Linked DNA regions of Zea mays: all the other regions are linked to region 2. A link is a contact called in public Hi-C data. All regions are on one chromosome and are shown on one strand. The core of a region is the stretch at or near the end of the contact, and the rest is flanking DNA. Distances in the headings are between cores, read along the strand shown. Region 1 holds the start of LOC100278396. Region 2 holds the start of LOC100276330. Region 3 holds the start of LOC100191298.

The links. A called contact is a pair of places that touch in the nucleus more often than the background predicts.
Region 1: a contact with region 2 is called in a Hi-C map of tassel, with 4 times the contacts expected there. The contact joins the promoter of LOC100278396 here to the promoter of LOC100276330 in region 2. A contact is called at or near these places in 3 of 25 Hi-C or Micro-C datasets (ear, leaf and tassel).
Region 3: a Hi-C map of endosperm shows a contact between it and region 2, with 3 times the contacts expected there. The contact joins the promoter of LOC100191298 here to the promoter of LOC100276330 in region 2. A contact is called at or near these places in 2 of 25 Hi-C or Micro-C datasets (ear and endosperm).

Annotation. Positions count from the first base shown.
Region 1 is chr4:27,639,365-27,642,349 of Zm-B73-REFERENCE-NAM-5.0, reverse strand. LOC100278396 reads right to left here and starts at 1,568. Exons shown (of 5, transcript NM_001151689.1): 1 at 1,182-1,568. The coding sequence starts at 1,553.
Region 2 is chr4:27,344,533-27,347,238 of Zm-B73-REFERENCE-NAM-5.0, reverse strand. It overlaps LOC100276330, which reads left to right and starts at 1,265. Exons shown (of 9, transcript NM_001150144.2): 1 at 1,265-1,338.
Region 3 is chr4:27,797,021-27,799,814 of Zm-B73-REFERENCE-NAM-5.0, reverse strand. It overlaps LOC100191298, which reads left to right and starts at 1,471. Exons shown (of 8, transcript NM_001136732.2): 1 at 1,471-1,736; 2 at 1,867-1,905; 3 at 1,988-2,050. The coding sequence starts at 1,634.

The sequences.
Region 1 (2,985 bases), core at 319-2,818, 290 kb before region 2:
GCTGATTATACTCTTTTTTCTTCTAACAAAATGATTTGTAAACGAGGTAGTCATTGCATAGCTTTGGTAACTTAATACAAATATTAAGTTTTCTTTTGGTAAAATTTATTTGTCTTATCTTTTATTTGTTTTATTAAATTTGTTTTGAATTTAGGGTTCTGATGTGAATTCCGGGCCCTGATGTGAATTTCAGGCCCTAATGTGGACTTCGGGCAAAAAAATGAATTTCGGGCTTTTATAATTTCGGGCCGCCCGAAATGAGCCCGACACGTTTAAGCAATTACGTGACGGGTCGTGTGCTAGGCCTGTAAGCCAGCCCGGCACAACCCGAAATTCAAACGGGTCAGGCCGGGCCGGCTCGAAATTCAAACAATACGGGCTTGAGCCGGGCCGGGCCAGGCGGCCCGAATGTACACCTATAGCTCAGCCAGCACGCCCGCTTGTGCACGACCGCGGTGCGGCGGTGGCTGCGTGTCTTCGAAGTCACGGGCAGGAGGAAGGCGAAGGGGGCGCTTTGTCACACTGACATATGGTACATATGTCAGTCTTAGGCTCTACGGTGAAACCACGGTCCATTTGGATCTAACTTAGACCCAAACAACGATTAAGGATACAAACTTTAAAAGTTTGTGGATCGACAGGTAGGCAAGTTTAAGGACCGGAAATGTATTATACTCGTAAATAATAATTCCATGCTTTTCCTAACACCCTTACTATGTAATTTCCCAGAACATAAAAAATTACAAAAACAGTCAAGAACTTAAATCGAATTCCCAATCCCACATCACATAGTTAGGCAAGCTTCTATCGATGTGGATTGCATACCGAAATGCAAGCTATTTCATCCAATTCTAGAATCCGTGAGCAATTCACATCGTCAGCACAATACGGAACGCCAGATCAGAAGATGAAAAGGAAAACTGAATCTTTCCCGGGCTTGACACTGCCTTAGCACAGGATTGTATCCCCCTAAAAACGCAACCTTTAGCATACCGAAATGCAAGCTATTTCATCCAATTCTAGAATCCGTGAGCAATTCACATCGTCAGCACAATACGGAACGCCAGATCAGAAGATGAAAAGGAAAACTGAATCTTTCCCGGGCTTGACACTGCCTTAGCACAGGATTGTATCCCCCTAAAAACGCAACCTTTATGAGGAGCCGGTCAGCGTCCCCTCACCTCGACGTGGAAGCTGGCCGGCGCATCGGGCGCGGCGACCCGAGCGGCAGACAGGCAGAGCGCGGGTGCACCGGCAGAATCCGCGACGAAGTGCGCGCCGACGCCGAGAGGCCAGCCGTCTGGGCCCACCATGGAGAGAGTCCCGGACGCGGCAAGCTCCACGACAGTCCGCGCTACCTCCGCCGCCGACGGTCGCACCCGCGCCGCGGACACTGGTGACGCTGCGGCCGCTGACGCCGCGGCTACCACCACCCGAACCCCGTGTCTCGCTGTCGCAGAGGAAATGGAGCGCAGGGAAGCCGGCTTCTTTGTGAAGAGGATGGCTGGGGAGAGTAGCCGCGATGAGAGGAGGGAAGGCGAAGACGACGACATGGCCAAAATAAAATTGGAGGTTCAGATTTGGTGGGGGATTTTGAGGGATGAGATTGAGTGGATGGACGTCCAAAAATCTCTATCTCTACTACAACACTAATAGGTTACCAGTATATTGCGACGGCTCACAACAATACACATATAAATTATCCACCAAAAAGATCTCAAGATTTTTTATTGATTGTCTCCCCTCTTCATATAATATTTTTTATGAACGCACGGGTACCATAGGCAGCAAATCAGAGACTCTCATCTCTCGCCTTCCCCACTTCCAAGGTTTCGTAGAGTAGGAGGGGAAAGGAAGAGACGAGCATACATGTCCGTTGCTGGAGAAGGACACGACGAAGACCTGAGCATCTGGAGGCGACATAGGTAGTATACCGCTAGATATATAGGGAGAAAGCACGCAAGCGGAGAAAGAAGCCCAGCCGGAGCAGCTCCAAACCGAGAGGCACCCGCACCAGACGTCAGTCCGAGAAGGACGAGAGAATGCGAGTGTCTTCCCAGCCCTGGACCCCCGAAGCGACACAACACCACCACCAACTCCGTAGCATATGTCGACTGCTGCCACGCTACGGGCCTTGGTTGTCCAATATCTCAGACCTTTACTCATCATCGCCAAGATAACCTAAGCGTGGCAGGCGCCACCATGTCCTCCTCGACGGCACACACAGAGAAAGGCCAGGAGCATGACCGACTCGCCCTGTACTCGCTTCGACGAGCATCGGTCGGCTCGCGGCTGCGACCGTGGGCGGGGGTAGCAAGTTGGGGAGGAAGAACAGGGCGAAGACTGGGAAGACGAATGGGACGTCCGACGACGGCGAAAACGATGGTGCGTGCATGATGTGAAACGTTGTCGTGGACGTGCAATAGCCACTGCGCGAGTCGGTGTCGAACGAATACGGGGAGGAGGCGCCTGCTCCTACTCACTCTATCGAGAATAGGGCGACGCGAAGGTGGAGGCATGAGGGGAGATAGAAAAAAAGTAGAATGGCGAACGAGGTGGTGGCAACTGAGGCGAGGACCATCGTTATCGTGCGGAGGTATAGATGGCCAATTGGGTCGTGTATGGTGAGCCGGCCCTAGGCACGACCCATTTAATAGTGCCTGAACCAACCCGGCACGAGCGCCCTGCGGTGCTTGGGTCGTAGCTGAGAGTACCTAGAGGGGGTGAATAGGTGATCCTGTAAAATCAAACACTAAATAGCCACAAACTTGATTATATAAAAGTTAGTGCAAGTTAATCAAGTTGTTATTAAGCGATCTCTTGCGACTAAAACAATCACAGAAGAGCAACACAAGAGACACGCGATTTTTATCTCGTGGTTCGGCCAAGTAACACTTGCCTACTTCCACGTTGTGGCGTCCCAATGGACGAGGGTTGCACTCAACCCCTTTCAAGTGATCTGATGATCGACTTGAATACCACGGT
Region 2 (2,706 bases), core at 16-2,515:
CCTTGGGCCATGTGTATTTTTTTAATTTTAGCTAGACGTCGATTTTTTTAATTTTAGCTAGACGTCGGCTGTACGGGGGGATGAGAATGGGAATGGGCTTTGCGGGGAGGACGAATGAGAATGATAGATATAGAATGGTGGCAAAACATGGGAATGGACTGTGCGCGGAGAGGAGGGAATCGGAAAGGCAAAACAATGCATGAGATTTGCAAAACAGGGAATGGTGGCAGAACACGGAATGATAGACTATTATTACATAGTAGAGATTTTATTTCAAGATTTATTTATAAAGTGTGTACTCTATCTGCACCAGCGGAGATGGCCTTCCAACCCGCTTCCCGCACCCGGTGTACAAACGGTCCAGCGAGGCCCAAGCACGGCTCGCTAGGTTAATAATCGTGCCGGGTCGGCCCATGACCCGACGGGTCTAACAAGCCCATAACAATATGTAACGTTTAAATGATAAAAATATCTTAAAAGTATGCATTTTTAAGGTTTAAACCATATTTATTAGCTCTAAACATTTATTTACACCCACATAACCAACAAAGACACATGTTTCTTGTGTTTTATACTCTATATTCAAGTATAATATATGTATTTATATGAAAAAAAGAAAAAAAAATAAAATCGGCCTGTGCCGACACGGACCCGGTTCACTCCGTGCCGTGCCGGGTTCGTGCCGAACCAAATCCGCGTTGGGTTTCGGCCGCCCGGCAAGCTCGGTCTGGAATCTATATCTCGGTCTGGAATCTATATCTCCGGGCGATCACACGAGATATAGGGCCTGTTTGGTTCAGTTTTTTTCTGACCAGCTTTTCTGAGAATTTAGCTGTGGAGAGAATTTGGCTGTATAGAGAATCTGAGTATCATTAGAATTACATGCGGATGAAGATAAAGTTATCCATGTGGCTCAGGATCTATAAAGTGATAGATTACTACTATTGCGACGACTCAACCGATTATATGTTTATGTTGATTTTGAATGGTTTTTACCCAAATGAATTTTATAGAAGCTGTCTGAAAAGCTGAGTATTTGGCAGTCCGCATCAGCTTTTGGTGGCTAGAAGGTGCGAAAAGCCGAAACAAACGTGGCATAGAGCCCCCACGCGCCGGGTCCAGCCAGGTGCCGCAGGATAACCCCGATCCCGTTGCTTCGCGCCAGCACGCCACGCGGCCCGGCCCAGTTTGCGAGGACGATGCGGGCGCACGCAGCGGCATCGCAGGACGCAGCAAAGCCCTGAAACCGCCCCCACGTCCCCCTCCCCGCACCGCAGAGCCAGTCAGAACAGTAACACCGGAGCGGCAGCTGCAGTGGCCGAGGCCGGAGCACGCAAGGTGAGATTTTCTTCTTCTCTCCCCCCCCCCCCCTGCGCACACACACACCTCCCTTTCTTCCTCCTCCGCCCCGTCTCGATTCGTCGAGGGTTCGTTGGATTCGGGTACGGCCGCCGCGCTGGGTGGAGGCTCCGAGGTTGGGGGAGGCGCGGGGGTGACCGGGCTGTTGGGCCGCTGGTTGGGGATACGGGTTCCGTCGTCGCCACCGGGTGCTTCCCTCCGCTCCCATTCACGGCGTCGTTGTCACGGGAGCTGTTGGGGCTCCGGGTGATGCGGTTCTCTCTCCCACTCCCCCTTTTTTTGTTTCCAGAAAAGGGATTCGGGAGGTTAGGGGCCGGGGGCAGTATCTCTTGCTCTGCTGCGATGGATGCGTCGTTCTAGTGTGCACGTTACGGCAGACAATCGATTTTGTCTTGTTCAAATTGTTTGTTTACCTCTGTGATTTATTACGTGCCCCATTTTTTTGTGTGTCTGGGGGGTGGGGGTAGGATACAATTGGAGCTGGCGGTGTCGAGTAGGGCAGACAGAGCTGGCAGAGCAGGGAAGCAGGCGGTGTGAGTAGGGCAGACTGGCGGCGCCGAGCACAAGCAGGGGTCCTGCGAGCCGACCGCGAGCAGGGAGGTAGTGCCGCCGCTGCGGGGCAGCAGGGGACTCGGGGCCGCGAGCCCACTACGCAGGGAGGATGGCAAGGAGGTGGTGGCACCGAGCGCGAGCAGGGGAGGAGGTGCCAAGAACGAAGGGTCACGCCGCCGCGAGGGAGCAAGATAGTAGGATGGGGAAGCGGTGAGCTCAGGCAAGGTGGCTTACCGGCGACAAAGCCTAGGGAGGCGACGAAGGCACTGTGGCGGCTGGCTGGAGCAACGCATGGAGGCTACGGGCATGAGGCGTGAGATGGAGGATGCATGTTTTAGGTTAAGTGAATTTACAAAATTGGGCTAGGCTGGGCTGGAAAAGCGCTAAAACATGGCCTTTTTATGACCCAAAGCGCTTAAACGCTTAAAAGGGGCGCTTTAGCGCTTCAAACGAGCGTTTTATGTTTTTCATGAAACGTTGCAGTGCTTTACGTACTAAAAACTTGGTTGGGGAGGGAAAGACCTCCCTCTCGACATTATATTAAGAAGAGACCGAAACATGGTCCCGGTCGAGAAAACCCCTGAACCCTGGCCCCCGTCACTAACGGGCCGATCAATTGCCCACTCTGCAATGGCCCAGCTGGAGGGTGGCACGCAGGATATTGATCCCCGAGAGCGGGCGGGGCACAACGAGTTTTTTTTAACCAAGCCCGAAATTCGCCCCCGAGGGGGATTGAACTCGAGACCTGGAGGTGCTACTCGGAAGCCTTTACCATTACGCTAGAGGCCCTTTCAC
Region 3 (2,794 bases), core at 222-2,721, 450 kb before region 2:
TTCGTAGCTCATCAGAAACTGCTTCGGATCTGAGTGTCTGTCATACATGGGGAGCTGTGGTGGCTTGTAAGACGGGGGCCAAGGTGTAGCCTGCAGTTCTGCTGACAGAGGAGAAGCATCATCAAAAGCAAAATTTCCATGATGGAAATCTTCATACCATTCATTCTCGTTGTAGAAGCCCTCTTGGTGCAGCTCTCTATGCTGGGGCCTTCGGTTTTGCTCATCTTGAGCAAGATGACGTACTTCTTCAGTAGTTTCGTTAATCTGCCTTTGTAGGTCAGCTAGCCGAGCCATTTTTTCCTTCTTCTTTTGCACTTGCTGATGAAGCATCTCCATATTCCTGATCTCTTGGTCTAACTCATCCTCCTGGGGCGTTGGACTGGTGGCCTTCCTCTTCTGGCTTCGGGCCTCTCGAAGAGAAAGGGTCTCCTGGTTTGGGTCCAGTGGTTGCAGAGCAGCAGCCCCTGTCGCTGAAGCTTTCTTCGGTGGCATGACGAATGTCAATGCTTGCCGAATGTGGTTGAAAAGGATTCACCGGAGGTGGGCGCCAATGTTGGGGACTTGTTCTTAAATGCTATGAGTTAAGAACAAGGCAACACAGAAAATGTTAAACATTAAAGTCCTTCGTCCTTCGAAGCATTATTTCCCTTGGGATATAATGATTTTAGGACGAATGTTATGAAAGACATACCTTCATAAACATGACATATAATAATGAAGAAGGAATCAAATGAAATATAAAGATAACACAAACGCTTATGTATTATTATCAGCTCATTTCTATTTTATTACTATGTAAAATAGAAATGATATCAAATTATAAATGTACCTTCGACTTTAAAGAAGGTAAAAGTACAAGCGTGACGCAAAAGCAAATGTCAAGTCAGCGTGAACAGTACGAGAGCACTGTTCATCTATTTATAGGCACGAGACGCAGCCCATGTAAAATTACACCCATGTCCATTACATTTGCTAATAACTCTATAGCAATCTATCGAGGTCTAAATAGCCTTTTCATCTTTAAGCCGGTTTCCTTTTCTTCTATCATGTCGAAGCTCTCCTGCGTATAGCTTCGGCTCTGCGCCATCCTTCATATTCCTTGTACTTCTTCACACTATGGTTTTGATCCAAGTTCAAAGGATCCAAGTCCGAAGGTACCTGTTCATGTAATATACTACAGAAACATTGTTAAATCATGTTTTTGAGGACCTTCGGAAATCGAAGGCCCCAACATGTCACAAACATAATCAATAACTTGTTGTTAGAACACAAAAAATAATTATAAATTATCATAATAATAATTATCTATATTAACTGACTATACAAGAGTGTCGTATAAAATTATCATAAAAACTAAACACCTTGTATACAGGAAAAACGATAAACAAAAGAGTAAAAAACCAAAAAACAAAAACAAAGTACCATCGCCCTTCCGGTTTTCTCCCCAGCCCCCGCCCCGGTCGCGGAGCCGTCGTTCTCGTCTTTCGGTACTCGCGCGCGCCAGCTCACTTCTCTACTTCCCTTCCCCAGATCTACCTCCATTCTTCCCTCAAAATCACAGATCTCTCTCGGCCCCGTGCCCAGCGCTCCGAAACCCTAGCGCCGCCGCGGGTGCCAGGCCGCGAGCGTCGCCATGGGCATCGTGTTTACGCGGCTCTTCTCGTCGGTCTTCGGTAACCGCGAGGCTCGCATCCTCGTCCTCGGCCTGGACAATGCTGGCAAGACCACCATACTCTGTAAGTCGCACCCGCCCGTTCCGTCCCCTCTCCCTCCTCGAATCTCCACAGGTCACCCGCAGATCCGCGGTTCTGTTCCGCGGGGGTTCCCGATTCTGATCCTTCCGGGTTGTTTCGGTTCGTTTCACAGATAGACTGCAAATGGGAGAGGTCGTCTCCACGATCCCGAGTGAGTTCTGATTTACCGAGTCGTCATTCCTGTTGCTGGTTGAAGTTGTTGGATTTGATGTGGTGCCCCGCGTGTGTTGCAGCAATTGGATTCAACGTTGAGACGGTGCAGTACAACAACATCAAGTTCCAAGTATGGGATCTTGGTGAGTTACTTGGATCTCGCCGCCCTCTTTTGCATTCCTATTGATGAGTGATAATGGGCTGTTGAGCGATCAGAAGTGCAATTTCGTCCCAAAACGTAGAGACAATTATGTGAAAAGGGCAAGGGAAACTCAGCAAGAGTGAGCTATCTAGCGACGATTCTTCTGTGAAAGATAATTGAGATGACACCTCATTCTGAATGCTTGTACCAAAAGCGAAGTGCATGAGTAGTTACCTTAATTCAGTGAACTTTAGCAATTTTCTAGTGTCATTACCGTGTAACCATGGATGGGCTTCCTTAGAGATAGCAGTGGCCATGTCCCCTGTCATTTGAGCAACTCCATAGAAAACGTAGCAGTATATTGAGCTACACCACTAATTTATGCTCGTAAAATACCCTATTGGAAGTGATTAATTCATTTTAAAATCACTGCTGCACGCAACCCCCCTACCATCTTTGGCTCCAAGCTATGACACTGCATGTAACACTATGGCCCTGTTTGACACAACTCGTGTGCAGTTTTTTAGGCTACTTCACTTTCCAAACATCAAGCTCATTTTGGATTTCTAGGGGAAATGCTTCTCCAGATTGAAGCAGAGGTTCATATTCTGTAAGCGCACTGAGGGGATGCATTTTTGCACTGTAGCCAACTCCTACATCCCATCCATTTCTTGTGCTGCCCCATAGCCATTCCATCTCTGTCTGCACTGCTCCTTCCCAGCTCTGCGGTTCGGAAGTGCATGGT